Linked DNA regions of Sus scrofa: region 2 is linked to region 1. A link is a contact called in public Hi-C data. All regions are on one chromosome and are shown on one strand. Each heading gives the region's core, a stretch centred on a gene start, on an enhancer-like site or on the middle of the called end of the contact. The rest is flanking DNA. Distances are from core to core; before and after follow the strand shown.

Region 1 (3,725 bases), core at 879-3,378:
CAATGGTTCATAATTTTCTGCGGAGCCAGATCTTTTTGAGAATATGATGACTCCATGGGCTCTTTACCCAGAAAAAAATGCAAATATATGCTGCATTCTGTATATGATTTCCAAGGATTCAAACACCTTCTGAAGCACATGCATAAAATTTTAAAATGCCTGATATATACACTCTTAAAATTGCAAAGTTGAGCAGTGGAATTTAAGAATCGTCAAAGTTGGAGTTCCCGTTGTGGCGCAGCGGTTAACGAATCCAACTAGGAACCATGAGGTTGCGGGTTCGATCCCTGCCCTTGCTCAGTGGGTTAAGGATCTGGCGTTGCCATGAGCTGTGGTGTGGGTCACAGATGTGGCTCAGATCTCGCATAGCTGTGGCTCTGGTGTAGGCCGGTGGCTACAGCTTCAATTCGACCCCTAGCCTGGGAAACTCCATACGCCATGGGAGAGGCCCAAGAAATGGCAAAAAGACAAAAAATAAATAAATAAATAAATAAAAGAATCGTCAAAGTAGAGAATCCAAGTGATATTGCAATATTACCCTGCCATTTACTCCTTTTAAAAACAGATTTTGCAAGTAGGACCAGAATCATGTTTCTAACTCATATCTCCTTTTTGCACAAATTTTAAATTAGAAACATTTTTTTACATGAATTGATTTCAACTCTGAAAAACACACTCCTAGGAGAAAACTATATTTCTACCAACCTGAGAATGAAGGTTCAGGGTGTAACATGCACCACTAATGCTCAAATATCATAAGAAGAGTCTTCAAGTAGGTCCAGCGCAATATGTATTTTTAAATATATTTTTTTAAAAAAACATACCAAACTAATTTCTATGCTTAGAGTTTATTAAAGTTTTATTTTTCTTCTTAAGCAAGACATATTTTTCTAAACCTATGCACTACTACCATATCTAGTTGCTGGGTTTTTTTTAATCAACATATTACTGGGTCTGTCTTGTGTTATTTGTTACACCGTCTGATGGTGGAAACTGTTCCAAACCTGCTATCAAAGAATTCCAACCTGCAAATATTCTGCTATCTAGACGCAAAACGTTTTCTCTTTTTTAATTGTTTGGTTTTCAGACTACAATAACCACTTGGCACTAACCAACTCAAGCCGTTACGGGAAAAAAAAAAAAAAAAAAAAAAAAAACACAAAACAGTTTTTTGTAAAAGCATTAACACCATTTTCCCACAGGAAACAATCATTTTTTAAGGCACTGGAAGTCGAAGCAAGGGTTCCCATACATAGTAAACATCCTTTCAATTGGTTTTATCAGATAATTTCCGTGAAAGGGAGACCTTATGAGAAATCTCACAATTCGATAGTAAAAAAAAAAATCAAGAAACGCTACACCTGAGGATCAAACCCCGGACCGAATGGCTTTTGGTCGGAAAGGTCACATCTGCTGTTTACACCCCCGGTAACCGTGAATGCTTGCGAGGCCACCACATCCTCGTGCAAGGGAATAAAAGAGCAAACACTCTCCGCAGGAGCATCTCTGGGTTGCTTCCACAAACCCAGGTTTCCAGCGCAGGGCGTGGGGCGGGGGGGGAAGCAGGGCTCGGGAATCAGCCCGGGGAGGCCCGCAGCCGCGGAGACAGCGCCCGAGGGATGGAGGCCTCGCTCGGCTGCGCCGCGGGCGGGGGGCTCTGGGACCCGAGACCCCGCGGGGTCTGGCGGAGAGGCCCGCACGGGACCCTGATGCCCGGATCGCCTGGTTACGCCCCCACTGCTCGCAGCAGGAGGGAGCGTCCGGCCCTCCGCTCCCCCACCCCCCGAAACACCCCAGCGTCGCTCCCCATCGCCCGCAGCCCTTGACCCTGACCCCGACCCGACCGCGACAGCGCCCTCTCCAGGCCGCGGTGGAGGACACAGGCCAGGCCGCCCTCCCCGGAGGCGGCGGCGGCGGCTCCCGGGCAGCGCGGTCCCGGGGGAGGACGGCAGCTGGGCCTCGGCCTGTCCCCAGGGGCAGCGGGCGCAGGGCCGCGAGTGGGCAGCGCCTCCGCCCTGCCCGAACAAAGCGGCCGCGGCGCGCCGGGCGCGGGGCTGGCCGGGGGGCCGGGGGCCGGGGGCCGGGGGCGCGCGGGCCGGGGGCACTCACCGGAGGGCGGGGGGGCGCGGGCGGGCCTGGCCGGGCGGGCGGACCGCGGCCGGCCGGGCTCCACGCCGGGGGCGCGCTGGCCTCGGGGAGGGGGCGGCGGGCGCGGCGTCCACGGCGGGGCCCGGGAGCCCCGCTGCGGGGGCCCGGGCTTCGGGCCGGGATCGATGCTGCGGCCGCGGGGTGCGGGAGCCGGTCGGCCGGGGCCCGGCCGCGGCGCTAGGCGGCCGGAGCAGCGACGCCGCCGCCTCTCCCTTCTCCGGCCCGGCTCCCTGCTCGCCCGCGTCCTCCTCCTCGCTGGGTCCCCGCCGCCGCCGCCGCCTCAGCCTCGGCGCTGCTCGGGCCTCTGCTCTCCATCAAGGCCGGGCCGCCGCGCGGGCAGCATCCCGGCCAGTGCGGGGCTGCCGCCGTCTCCCGCAGCTGTCGGTGGCCATCTTTAATCCTCCTCCTCCTCCTGCCGCTGCTGCTGCTCCTCCCGCTTTCTCCTCCTCCCGCGGGCCGCCTGACTGACTGGCTCTGGATCCTCCTCTTTCCCCGCCCGCTCCTCCTACCGCGCCGGCCGCAGAAATTGCAACCGCTCTTCCTCTTAACCCTCCGGCCTTTCCTTCCTCTTTCCCGACTTCCTTCCCTGCCCTCGGCTTCCCGCTTTCCCCTCTGTCCTACGAGCCGGTCCACCCGCTTCTGCAGGCAGCGGGCGCTCGATGCTCTGAGCCAGAGGCGAGCCCCCGTGCCCTCTTGTCCCTGGCCCGCTTCCCTGCCCGAGGCACACGCCCCGGCTTGCTTCCTTCTGCTGGTCCTGCCCTCAGCTGCTCCCGTTTTCCTCTCGTCCCGCGGTGCTGGGTTCCACTGCCTCCGAAGACTCAGCTGGGAGAACACCTGCGCTCCGCCCTCCTCAAGCCCGCGCCCATTTGCGGGAGGGTCAGACCGCGGTGGAGGGAGCGGGGCTGCTTCAAGTTGCTCCTCCGGCTGGTGTACAGAAGGACTGCCCACGCTCGCGGTTGTACTGCGCACCTTTGAAACTCCTGGCTGGTGTCGTGTTTGGCTCTGACCCGACAAAGAACCGAGGGGTTGAAGAGCCCAGTCTCGGTTGCCTTCTCTCCGTGACCTTGAACTGGCCGCCTTTTTTTTTTTTTTTTTTTCTCCTTCATGTAAATGGCATTATTTATACCTTGGCAGTCCTAACTCACACAGTATCTAGACCCAGTTAGCACGCTTTGGTAACCTAGAACTGCTCAGTGATCCTCAGTTTGCCCCTCTGGTGTTCGTTCCAAATCAACCCAGCGGACAATCGGGAGCATGCTTTAGTTCTGGCAATGGAGGCAAACTGAGTCAGCAGTTACGAGGTGGACTCCCTTAAACAGGCTTAGAGTGGGGAAGTGGTAATATCATCATTCTAATGACAAACATGTTTTCCCTAACGCTGCAATCTACAGAGGTCTGTGGATTTCCTCTAATAAAGATGAAGCAAGCTAGACTTGTTGTTTGCTCCTTTTTAGCCACTTGGTCTTTGGCAAAGGGACCCATTTGTAAGGATTCGCTCATGGAGTGTTTCAAGAGTCAATATTCAGGGCACATTATATGTGATCACTTTGGGGGAAGAATCACAGCTTCCGCCCCTT
Region 2 (3,725 bases), core at 741-3,240, 74 kb before region 1:
GAAACTTTATATGCACCATAAGTAACAAAAAAACAAAATCAAAAACAAACTTGTAACAGTAGGAGCATTTGGCTGAAAGCTTTTTTTCTTAAACACGTGTGACTGTCAGAGTGACACAAACAGGTAGAGTGCGGACAGACAGCTTCATCGTCTAGAAGAGGCGGGGCAACTCCGTCCGTGGTGAGACCTACCGTGTGGAACAAACTGCGAGGAAACGGGACCTGGCTCAGAGAGTGAAGCGCCAAACCAGTCAGCTTTTAGTTCCAGGATCGGAGGGAAGAGGGGAAATAAAGCAGGGTTCTTTCCTATGTCAGTAAATAATTGTGCAGCTTTTAATAACAAAATTAATCCGAGCTTCTTCCCATCCTCCGACAAGCCTACCTGCGGTCTCCGTCAGCAGAAAATCACACTGGAAATACTAAGATGGTTCTGTAGTATTCAGGAGTTTAGAGTTGGCTTTAACAAAAGAGAGCAATTTTCAATGAGTATTTTGGAGTCATTACAACCCTGATATAATGTACCATTCCTTCCATGGAATTATGGTTCCGGAGGATGACTTTTGCACTATAATAGTCAATTTTTTTCTTTTGCCTTTTTAGGGCCGCCCCTGTGGCATATGGAAGTTCCCAGGCTAGGGGTCGAACTGGAGCTGCAGCTGCCAGTCTACACCAGAGCCACAGCCACAGCAATGTGCTATCCGAACAGCATTTGCAACCTAACACCGCACCTTGCAGCAACGCCAAACCCTTAATCCACCGAGCGGGGCCAGGGATCAAACCCACATCCTCATGGACACTAGTCAGGTTCTTAACCTGCTGAGCCACAATGGGAACTCCATATATAATATTCTGAATCAAGGCTAAATTATGAAAAGAAGAAAAGTACATTATAAACTGTCAGCCACTGTTGTTCTAGGTAGATCCTTGGGATACAGTGGTGAACGCCAGCAACAACGAGCACGTGTGGCATTTGTTAGGAAGTGACAGTTCTTTCAGGAGATGTGATTTCGTGGTGCTTAGAGTCTGCGATGATACAGGGGTTGCATGCTATACCTCGGAAGCACAAGACTCTGGGGAAAAGCACAGCAGAGAAACCTAATCCAGCTGCAGGGGCAGGGCTGTGGGGAGGAGCAGTGTCAGGAAAGATTGCGCACGAGATTTTTCAACAACAGAAGACAACACATGGGCTTCACTGGCCCACCCACAGGCGATACTAGCCCATCAGGTTTTTGTAGCTTTGTTTTCTGCATGTTCATTCTTCACACGCGAACCCTCTGCACATGGTTTGTAATCAGTTTTTCCAAGTGGAAAACACCAGCCATTCTGCCCTTGAATCACTTTAAGAGTCTAAAGGGACAGGACCAGCAATTAGCAGCCAGGGCTGGAGTTGATCCCTAAGGAACTCCTGTTTCCTGCCTCTGCGTCAGTTTTTGTCTGGGAAATAACAGCTGAGCTCCATAACAAAGTACGATGCTGGGCATTTTCACAGAAATGTGTTCACCGATTTCTCACCGCAAGTGGTATAATGTCTACTTTACAGGTGAAGAAACCGCAGTTCACAGAGCTTAAAGCAACCTGACTTGCCCAGAAGACCCAATAACTAACATAAGGTGAAATGTGAATTCGAGACACTTAACTCCAAGACCAGGGCTCTTCCTACAAGGTGGAAGGTGTCTCTTCATCTTTATGAAATACTTATATATGTGAAAGCATCTGTGACTTGATTTTCTACTAACAAATGATAGTACTATTTGTTCTTCTCTAAAAACATTTGGGCAAAATTACCCCAAGTATTTTTGTCCCCGAGAAGTTACAAAAACACACAAAACCCATGTTTACTCTGCGTATCTTCCACCAAGGGCGTAACCAGACTGGCAGCAAGAAACAGGATTCGTGAGTAATGTCTTGGCTGAGAGTTCTCAGTAGCTTGAACTAAGCGTCTGACATTTGACAGAGCAGGGAAATGTCACACACAGCGAAGGACGCTTTCTCGGCCTCGAGTTTCCTGCCCCTTTGGTGCAAGTCTCCCCCCATCCGTAAACCACGGGCTCAACCCAAATATGGACTGGTGCTTGGAATATTAAGAGATCACTTCCTGGCAGAACTCACTGAAGTAAATTACAAATAAAAACATGACTAGAAATTAAATACCATAAGGTATTATGTAATGCACCATGTTCTGAGCAATTTTTTGATTACAGAAAAATGAGATAATAGCCTTAGAAAAAATTTACCCCAACATCACAAGAAACTATTCATCGTAGTCTTCTGTGGATAAAATAATACGCTTTTATGCCATTTTTGCAAAATGATTATTTTCTGATTTAAAGGAAAATTCAGGTTTCATGGACTATTTCCCCTGTATTTTCACGATAAATGTACATGTCAACTACTTCTGCCCTGTCTAGGGTTCCTTACTTTGTTCTCAGGCTAAGCCAAGGGGTAACGGTAGGTTCATTTCACACCGGCTCATGAGAGCTGGTTGTCGAATTATTGACAGCCTGAGACCAGCCACGGCGAGAACATTTACACCAAAGAAATCAACAAATACAAAAAAAAAGGAAAAAAAGGAAAAAAACCTAGGGCAGTAAGCTGGGTCCCCCCCCAAGAGCCTGTTGTTAAACATCCGTCAGCAAAGCACTGCTCTGGCCCCACCAGCACTTGAGAAGCCCACCTTTTGTTGACTTCATTGTGTCTCTTCTTTTTCTCTTTAAACTCTGATTTTGTGCTTTTACTTATTTTTTCCCCAAAGCCTACCCTTGAAAATATTGAGACTTAACTTCAAAGAGTTACAATATCATGACTAAGGATCTAAAGTAAACATATTCTTCCACCAAAATGTTCTCACAGGAAACGTCTCCCTGCTTTCTTGTCTGAATGGTCTGGTTTAGCACTTGCTCTGCGACTTTCCAAGCAGTCTCTTCCTTGTGCGGTTGCTAAGGGTAGAATTTTAGTCCCCGATACGAATATTTTGCTTGAAGCTTGTACATGTGTTCCTCATAAAACATAAATGTATGTAATAGCAATAGAAAAATGTCTAGTCTAAGAAAGTAATAAATTATACAGTGTTACGTATCACAGACCTTCTGCATCAAGTAGGGATCAACATTACACACGTGAGAAAGAGGACAAAGTCTATCAGTCCGCTTTTACTGAAGAAGAGACACAGGGAAGAGGCTGCAACTTCTGTAAAGGCAGCGAGAACTCAATTAGGCAGAAGGTTTTCTTCCAAGAGCAGGGTTTCCACAGACTCCTAGGCAAATAAAATAGGCTCTTGCTGCAATTTAGGTTCAGCCAATCACACCTACTTGCCCGAGTTCCGAAAGGCAGAAGTGAAGCAGAAACCACACTCTTGCTGACGTGTATGTTTTCAAGCTGGTGTTAGCAGAGGCTTCCGCATCCAGTAATTACCCTCCTGGTTGCTGGGAGATGGGCAGTGACACACACATCTGGCTGGCCACACCACCGTGTGTGTTCTAGAGCAACTTAAAGGAAAAGTTGGCAAACTTTTCCTTCAAGGGCTAGACAATAAATACCATGTGGTTTCTGCTGTCATTGTCATGTGAAAGTAATGACAGATAAGAAGTCAGCTGAAACCTATGGCTGTATGCTAAGGAAACCTTACGTATGGGTACTGAAGTTTGAAATTCATAAAATGCGTAGGTGCCACAAAACAGTATTCAACCCTTTGTACTGCTGGTGGGAATATAAGTTGGTGTAACCACC

What was found. Hi-C and Micro-C count contacts between places; a contact is called where the count stands out from the background.
Region 2: a contact with region 1 is called in a Hi-C map of subcutaneous adipose tissue, with 2.4 times the contacts expected there. The contact joins the enhancer-like site here to the promoter of WDFY3 in region 1. A contact is called at or near these places in 2 of 5 promoter capture datasets (fetal skeletal muscle and liver), 10 of 47 Hi-C or Micro-C datasets (adipose tissue, alveolar macrophages, embryonic fibroblasts and 5 more) and 2 of 2 datasets of contacts at active chromatin or transcription factors (alveolar macrophages and skeletal muscle).

The regions. Positions count from the first base shown.
Region 1 is chr8:133,663,988-133,667,712 of Sscrofa11.1, reverse strand. WDFY3 (WD repeat and FYVE domain-containing protein 3) reads right to left here and starts at 2,128. Exons shown (of 68, transcript XM_021101795.1): 1 at 2,110-2,128.
Region 2 is chr8:133,737,851-133,741,575 of Sscrofa11.1, reverse strand. All of the region lies in intron 2 of WDFY3 (WD repeat and FYVE domain-containing protein 3), which reads right to left. Among named protein-coding and RNA genes, the nearest start is that of WDFY3, 74 kb to the right of the region's middle. Within about 2 kb of position 1,990, at least 31 of the 83 cell types and tissues checked have an H3K27ac peak or open chromatin away from gene starts, as enhancers often do. A contact at or near this core is called in adipose tissue, alveolar macrophages, embryonic fibroblasts and 5 more, where this site is marked.